Regions from separate parts of the Sus scrofa genome. Here region 2 is linked to region 1. A link is a contact called in public Hi-C data. All regions are on one chromosome and are shown on one strand. The core of a region is the stretch at or near the end of the contact, and the rest is flanking DNA. Distances in the headings are between cores, read along the strand shown.

Region 1 (3,592 bases), core at 492-2,991:
GGATCTTTAATCCACTGAGCAAGGCCAGGGATCGAACCTGCAATCTCATGGTTCCTAGTCGGATTCGTTTCCACTGAACCATGATGGGAACTCCCTCTACTTTTCTTTAAAATTAATATAAAAGTATTTAAAATATTCTTACTTTTCATTCCTTTCTCTTTTTTGGGCCGTGTTTATGGCAAGACCTGAGGCACTACAGTGACAATACTGGATCCTTAACCCACTGAGCCACAAGGGAATTCCACTTTTAATATCTAATACAGTAACCATTCAGGTCCAAGATGTGGCTCAGATCCCGCATTGCTGTGGCTCTGGTGTAGGCTGGCGGCTACAGCTCCAATTGGACCCCTAGCCTGGGAACATCCATATGCCGTGGGTGCGGCCCTAAAAAAGACAAAAAGACAAAAAGACAAAAAAAAAAAAAAAGATTGCAAAGAGAATCTAAGGACGAAACATTTGATTAATGCAAGCAAAGAGCAGTCAGCAGCAAATTGGAACAAGAGAAGAGATTTTGTTCTCAAAAGATCCTTCTAGAAGCAATGTGGAAGCCAGGTGAAAGTGGAACCAGGTTGCAGGCAGGTACTCCAGCCAGGGAATGAAACGTGATGAGGAGAGAATAATGAGTGTAGCAACCGGGATGGGAGAGGAAAGGATTTGGAGAAGGAATATTCCAGAAGTAGAAATGTCAGGATGTGCTGATTATCCACCCCTGCCCTACCATTATTCCTACCTCAGCAAGCATCACTTTCATCTGTATTCTTTTTAGTCTTGGCTGATGGTCAAGTGGGCATCAAGCTTAATGTGCCCCAAAATAGACCCGATTTCCGCTACCCCAGACCTGCTTATTTTACAGTTGGGAAAACCAAGGCTCACAGAACTTAAGAACTAACCAGGGTCCTGTGTATAAACAGAAACAAGATCGGTGCCCTGGTCTCAGGTTTGCTTGTTTCTAAAACTTAGGCTCCTTCCCTGACCCCAGCCTCCCTGTCTTCATGCATGGTGGGGGCCTTTGGGGCCCGAGGTGCATGCAGTTTCTGATGAACTCACTGAAAGGCCCATAGGGTCAGGGGACCAGGGGCTGTCTGTTGACCTTCCAGGCAGAGCTGGAATCTGAGGACACCAGTTTGGTCCAAAAGCCCTGGCTGGGGAGTTGGTAAAGGGGAAAATATTTTTAACAAAATCCTAAGAGGTGTTGGTTTTTTTATCCCGATCTTCTGCTATCCCTCCAGTCTGCCCTGGCCAGTGTCAGTCACTGCGGCTCAAATTAAGCCTCATTAACGGAGAGGCAAGGCCTGGTGATCCCCGGGTGATTTAACCACAGAGTCCTTGAAAACATCAGACCCTGGGGACTCACAAGGGCTGCCTTCCAGTCAGACATCACAGAGTGGTCTGCAGAGGCCAAAAGAAGCTACATCAGGAAAAAGGGAGAGAGGCACGATCAATCTAAAGACCTTTTTATTCTGGGACTAAAGTGAGGCGGGCAGAGGTCGAACAAGCCTGGCTCCAAAGAACTCCCAGCCGGGCTAGGAAACGAGACGGTCACGTGACCGGCGTCCCCTCGGCTGTCCATGCAAATGAAACCGCGACCGCAGTATTACCCCGAATCGCAAGCTCTGGAGGTCCCTACCCATTTCATTACTGGGAGCGCCGCGTTTTCCTTGCATTTTCCAAGAACGCGCAGGGGTGCGGACACATGCTGGAGTCGCGGCCCGCGCGCTGCCTGCGGGCGGAGCGCCCCCTAGAGGCCGTCGGCTGCCGGCTCCCTCCCGCTGCGTAAAGAGGTGCTGGGGCTCCGCTCTGCTTAGGAGGCGCGGGAGCCCCGGAAAGCCCGTCCAAACGGTACCTTTTGAATGAGAGGGAGAGGAAACGGCTTCCCTTTGTGTTACCCTCTGAACCATAGTAAAGCGGCCAGGGATCCGAAAGGTTGTTTCCTATCCGTTTCCCCTATTTCTTCCGAGGTGGGATGGGGCGCGGCGCGGGCGGGGGGGGGGGGGGGATGCTGCCAGGAAGGGTTTGAGGGTGAGCGGCCCATGTGCTTCACTGTCTCCTTCTCCAGGCGCTCAGGGCAGGGAAATCTACAGCTCCCTCTGAAAGCTGGAGATCTGAGACCCCAGAGTTCCAGCATCCAGCACGGGGAGGGAGCAGGAGGAGAGACTATTTACTGACCGTTCCCTGTGGGCCACTGTTATAAGCACTTTTCACATATGCCTGCGCCTTTGATCCGCACAGCAACGGTATGAGGCAGATACTGCTATCAGCCCCATTTCACAGTCAGGCTTGGGGAGGTTAAGTGATTGCCCGATGTCCCACAGCTACTGAGGGCAGAGCAGGGTTCAAGTCCAGGCGAGGTGGCCCTGCAGGCCCGCTCTTCCTCACCGGGAGCTGGTTGTGAGGAGGCCCTCTGGCCTGAGGCCCCCACCCCCCGGAGGCTGGCCGGGAGGAACACAGGTTGAAATGATGACCGTTGTGGTCCGATTTATGTCTCAGGGGAGGCTATGGGCTCAGTTGATCAAACACTAGGTGTTGGTGTGAAGTATTTCATAGATAATGATTAATCTACAATCAGTTTACTTTTCGTCTTTTCCTTTGAAGGGCCATATCTGTGGCATATGGAAGCTCCCAGGCTAGGGTTGGAATCAGCGCTGCATCTGAGGCCTAGGCCACAGCCACAGCAACTGCCACATCCACTCGTGTTTGTGACCTGTGCCACAGCTTGCAGCAACACAGGATCCTTAACCCACTGAGGGAGGCCAGGGACGGAACCCGAATCCTCATGGGTACTAGTCAGGTTCTTAACCCGCTGAGCCACAATGGGAACTCCTGGGAAGGCTTTGAGAGCAGAACTGAAGCTTCGTTGAAGAAGAAATTCCACCCATGGACCGCAGTTGCAGCTCATGTTTGAGAGTCCCTGCCTTCCTGACAACCTGCCCTAGAGATTCTGGGCATGCCTACCAGCTCCCACAACTGCATAAATCAATTCCTTGCAATACATCTCTCAATATCCTACTGGTCATGTTTCCCCTGTTGAATCCCGAATGATGCAGTGAACAAAGACCACGTAGAGGCCTGTGAGGATGGGTGATCACACCCCTCCCTAGGACATGCTTCAGGGGGCGTCCCCTCCAATGGCTAGCTGCCATCCTGGGGACAGCTGGAAAATCCCCAATGGAATGAGATAAGAAATTTAGCTCAGATATTGAAAAAGGAAGGAAGAGACATTTTTGCACTCCCAAGTGTATGGGCCAAGTAGATCCACACCTGTTACACCATTGAAACACCCTGTAGCTACTTCAGGGTGCCAGAAAGGAACAGGGAGACAATCGTTTTCTATAATACTATTCCTAACCCAACCTGAGAGTATAACTAAGCGTAGCAACTACGTTGTGGTAAGAGAGTATTGTGTGGCCAGTGTTGCGTTTTACTTACATTATCTAACTTACTGCTTACAACAACTTTATGGAGGAGAGATGGTTTTGAGCTCCATCTGCAATAGAGGCACTGAGACCTGGAAAGATGAAATGATCGCCCCAGTGTTTCATAGCTGGTGAGTGAGAATCAGGGTCCAAGACCCAGCCGGAGCTCCCTGGTGGCC
Region 2 (3,592 bases), core at 354-2,853, 110 kb before region 1:
GTGAAGTCAGTCAGACAATGAGACACCAACATCAAATGCTATCAGTGACATGTGGAATCTGAAAAAAGGACACAATGAACTTCTTTGCAGAACAGATACTGACTCACAGACTTTGAAAAACGTATGGTTTCCAAAGGAGACAGTTCGGGGGGTGGAGGGATGCTCTGGGGTTGTGGGATGGAAATCCTATAAAACTGAATTGTGACAATCATTGTACAACTATAAATGTAATAAATTCATTGAGTAATAAAATAAATAAATAAATAAATGTGGGGGGGGGGACAAAGTAAATAAAGGCCCTGAAAGTGCAAGAACGTGGACAAAAATAAAATCCATTCTAGGGATTAAAAAAAAAAAAGATAACTAGTTAGAAAAAAAGAAATTAAGAATTCTCAAGAAGAAAGAAAATACTTTTGGGGAAAAAAAAAAAAACTCTTAGGTCATCTAAACTCTATCCTCTAAATTAAAATTAAGGTTGCCACTCAAATCTAAATCTCTAGTCGTCTGTCCTATCTGTCAACTTAAACATCTTTGATATTCCCATTTTGTGGGGATAATGTGAACACATCCATGTCATAGCTTTTCAACAGAAAAACTTTTTAAGGAGCCACTGACCAGCATTTTAGAAATCAGGTGAAGTTTGATACTGTGGTATTTTTTTTCTTTATATTAAAATACAAAATGGTAATAGGAAGGTTTATTTCATTCCTCATGGGCATGTTCTTGACAATCCCAGGAAGGCAATGCTCTCTAATCTAAACAACAAATCATAATCACAACCATAGTCCAAGGTGCTGCTGGCACGCAAACATAAATTAATAAAATACAAAAGATAAACTATAGTCCATAAGCTATTTTAACAAACAAAATAGGAAAAAAAACTTGATAAAAATTGTGAGTCAAGGGACCTCCAGGTCATATGAAGACTTCTTACGCTGTTACATTCTCCAAAGATGCCGTAATATCTTATCTTGCCACACAGGAAAGAGGACATCCCCATCCAGGGCGGAGAAAACACTGACAGAATGAGAAAGAGAAATACAGGACTGGGAGGCTGAAACCCAGGGTTCAAGTTTAACTCTGCCATCAACTATGTGACATGGGGAAATTCATTTGAGAATCTCTGCTTTGGTTTTTCTTAGCTACAAAATAGGGATCATAGCTGTTGTGAAGATGAAAACCCTAAATATACATGAGAGCATACACTATAAACTGCAAAGTTCTCCACAAACATAAGTTTTCATAATTTACTAACATTCCCAGTTCCATAGCAGACTCAACATCTGAACCCAACTACGAGTCGGTGCCCTCGTGGCAACCATGGATGGCAACACTCCACTCTCCACCCCCACAGGCCCGGTGACAGCACTGCACAGGGCCATACCCCAAACCTGATCACACCCTTAAGGGGATATTCATGGTAGGATGACGATACAGCCCATTCAGCAAGGTCTGCCTGGGACTGTTTCAACATTAGCATTGCTCTTCACTCTCCAACGTGCCCCAATTTGAATGATAAACTATATAGTCACTCTAATTACAGTGAACATAAAGTTGTGGCACCAAGAGGTGACAGACAAGGGGCTAGCTTTAGGACTCCCCCGGTACTTTTCAGGAGCCCCCTGAAATCCATCCCAAATAAATAAATAATACTAGCAAAAACAGTAATTAAGCTTGCCATGCAGAACTAAGGCCCCTTCTGATCAGACTGCTGCTTCCAAGTCCTTCCTGAATAAAAACTCTGGAGCTAGTGCACACATAATCTCTCATTTAGGACATATTACAAACCCACAAAATATGCCAGCCTTAATCAACACTTGAGAACTCTATCATAAGAATGTGCTCCTAGACATAAATCACAAAGAAACAGACAGCTAGGAATCTAAACCACTGACTGCATTGTATCACCAACCTAAAATCCTGCACGGCCTGAGATAAAACATTCAGCTTTTCGGAGCTGGTTTTCATTTCTGTTCATCTGGAACAATGTTTGTCTCCTCCACTTCCACGACCACATTAGCAAGCACAGTGAAGTGCTGGAGTGCTTAATAAAAGCGACGGACGGCCAGCCCATAAAGCCAGCTAACTGACTGGGAAAGTAGGCTGGGGCGACCTTGAATTAAAAAGCAAAACCTCTACAAGGCAGCAGGTCCATTTTTGCCCCTCCTTTCCTTTGCAGGTTTTAAATCAAATGCGTTACCAAAGGCTTATGTAACAGGATGAAAAGGGTCACTGTAACAGTGCAATGCTGGTCCACTTAGTGCCAAGGAACTTAGTTGTTACCGTTCTTAACCAGGGGTCGTGGACTCTGAAACCCAGAGTTGGGCTTCAGGGGATCTAATGATACATCCAGCGAGTGAGCAGTCGTGCTGCACAGAACCACGTTTTTCCTTGGTGATCACTAACCCTCAGTACGGAGGAAAGGGCCCTTAACAAATAGAGGACACGTTTCTGTGCTTATTCAGCTACTACCTATACTGTTACCTTGGATAAGTCACTTTAATCTCTGTGTGCCTATTTTCTTATCTTTCCAAAGGAAATACTTGTCTTTTCTACTTCAAAAGGTGGTGGTGAGGATGAGATGAGAAAATACTGATGCAAGTGCTTTGCAAGAGTCAAAAAATTGTACTTTTTATCTCTTTTACACAGTCTCCATTAGATGCCGATAAAAATCCTGTCCGAGGACGGTGCCTATCTATTTAGCAAGGAACAGCACAAGATAAGGAAAGCAAATAAAGAGCCACGCCATGAAAATCGCCTTCGCCCCACTCCCCGGTTCCTGATTTGCTGGGCCGAACCACTCTGGGGAGATGTGAAGATCACGAGTTCAGTTTCTGCCCAGCTGGGGCCGCTCGGTGACCAGCGCTTCACACTGATAAAGGCCTCCCAAATCTCAGAGCACAAAGTGAGGGTTGGCAAGGTTAGACGCATTAATTAGTAGGACTCATTTGGATTCTGTATTCATCAAACGCAACAAGCGGCTATTCAATATTTGCCTATTTGCACTACTCTAAGGTCTCGAATTCAAAGATCTAGACAGAAAAACAAAATAAAGCCCAAGAAAATAAACTAAAATAAACCTGTCACCATCAGAATGTGCCTCAAAGTAAATTAGCAGTTTTAAACCACAGCAAAAGGGTCTGTATAGGACTACAGCAGAGACAGGATAGGTAGTAACTGTGCAAGCTACAGCAGTGGGTCCCTGCTGCAAAAGAAAGGGGAAAAAAAGCGATTCCAAGCAGAGACTATTTTTTGTGCTTTAACAAATTCCTCTTAATTCCTTCTGCTTAGTTCTTATTGATCTGTAATCCCCCCAGGAAGAACACTGCATTACACAGTACCCTTTCAGATCCTTTTAAACTCCGTAAGCCTATCCCCATACTTAACTTCAATTCGCTTTACCTTTCTGTATTTAAAATAAGCCTATATCCAAAATAAGCAACATTTGTAAATAAATATTTGCATTAGTATACAAAACTAGATTAAGAGATCGACCGTGACCCCTTACGTTTTAAGGGTCTTGGGTGAAAAGTACAGGATGAAATAGAAAATGTCATTCATTTTAAAGCAGCCTATCGGACTGTTCTTGACC

The links. A called contact is a pair of places that touch in the nucleus more often than the background predicts.
Region 2: a contact with region 1 is called in a Hi-C map of retroperitoneal adipose tissue, with 2.6 times the contacts expected there. A contact is called at or near these places in 22 of 47 Hi-C or Micro-C datasets (adipocytes, adipose tissue, alveolar macrophages and 12 more) and 1 of 2 datasets of targeted methods (skeletal muscle).

The regions. Positions count from the first base shown.
Region 1 is chr5:11,602,865-11,606,456 of Sscrofa11.1, reverse strand. No RefSeq gene overlaps it. Among named protein-coding and RNA genes, the nearest start is that of RBFOX2, 200 kb to the left of the region's middle.
Region 2 is chr5:11,715,407-11,718,998 of Sscrofa11.1, reverse strand. It overlaps a transcript of RBFOX2 not described here. Among named protein-coding and RNA genes, the nearest start is that of RBFOX2, 92 kb to the left of the region's middle.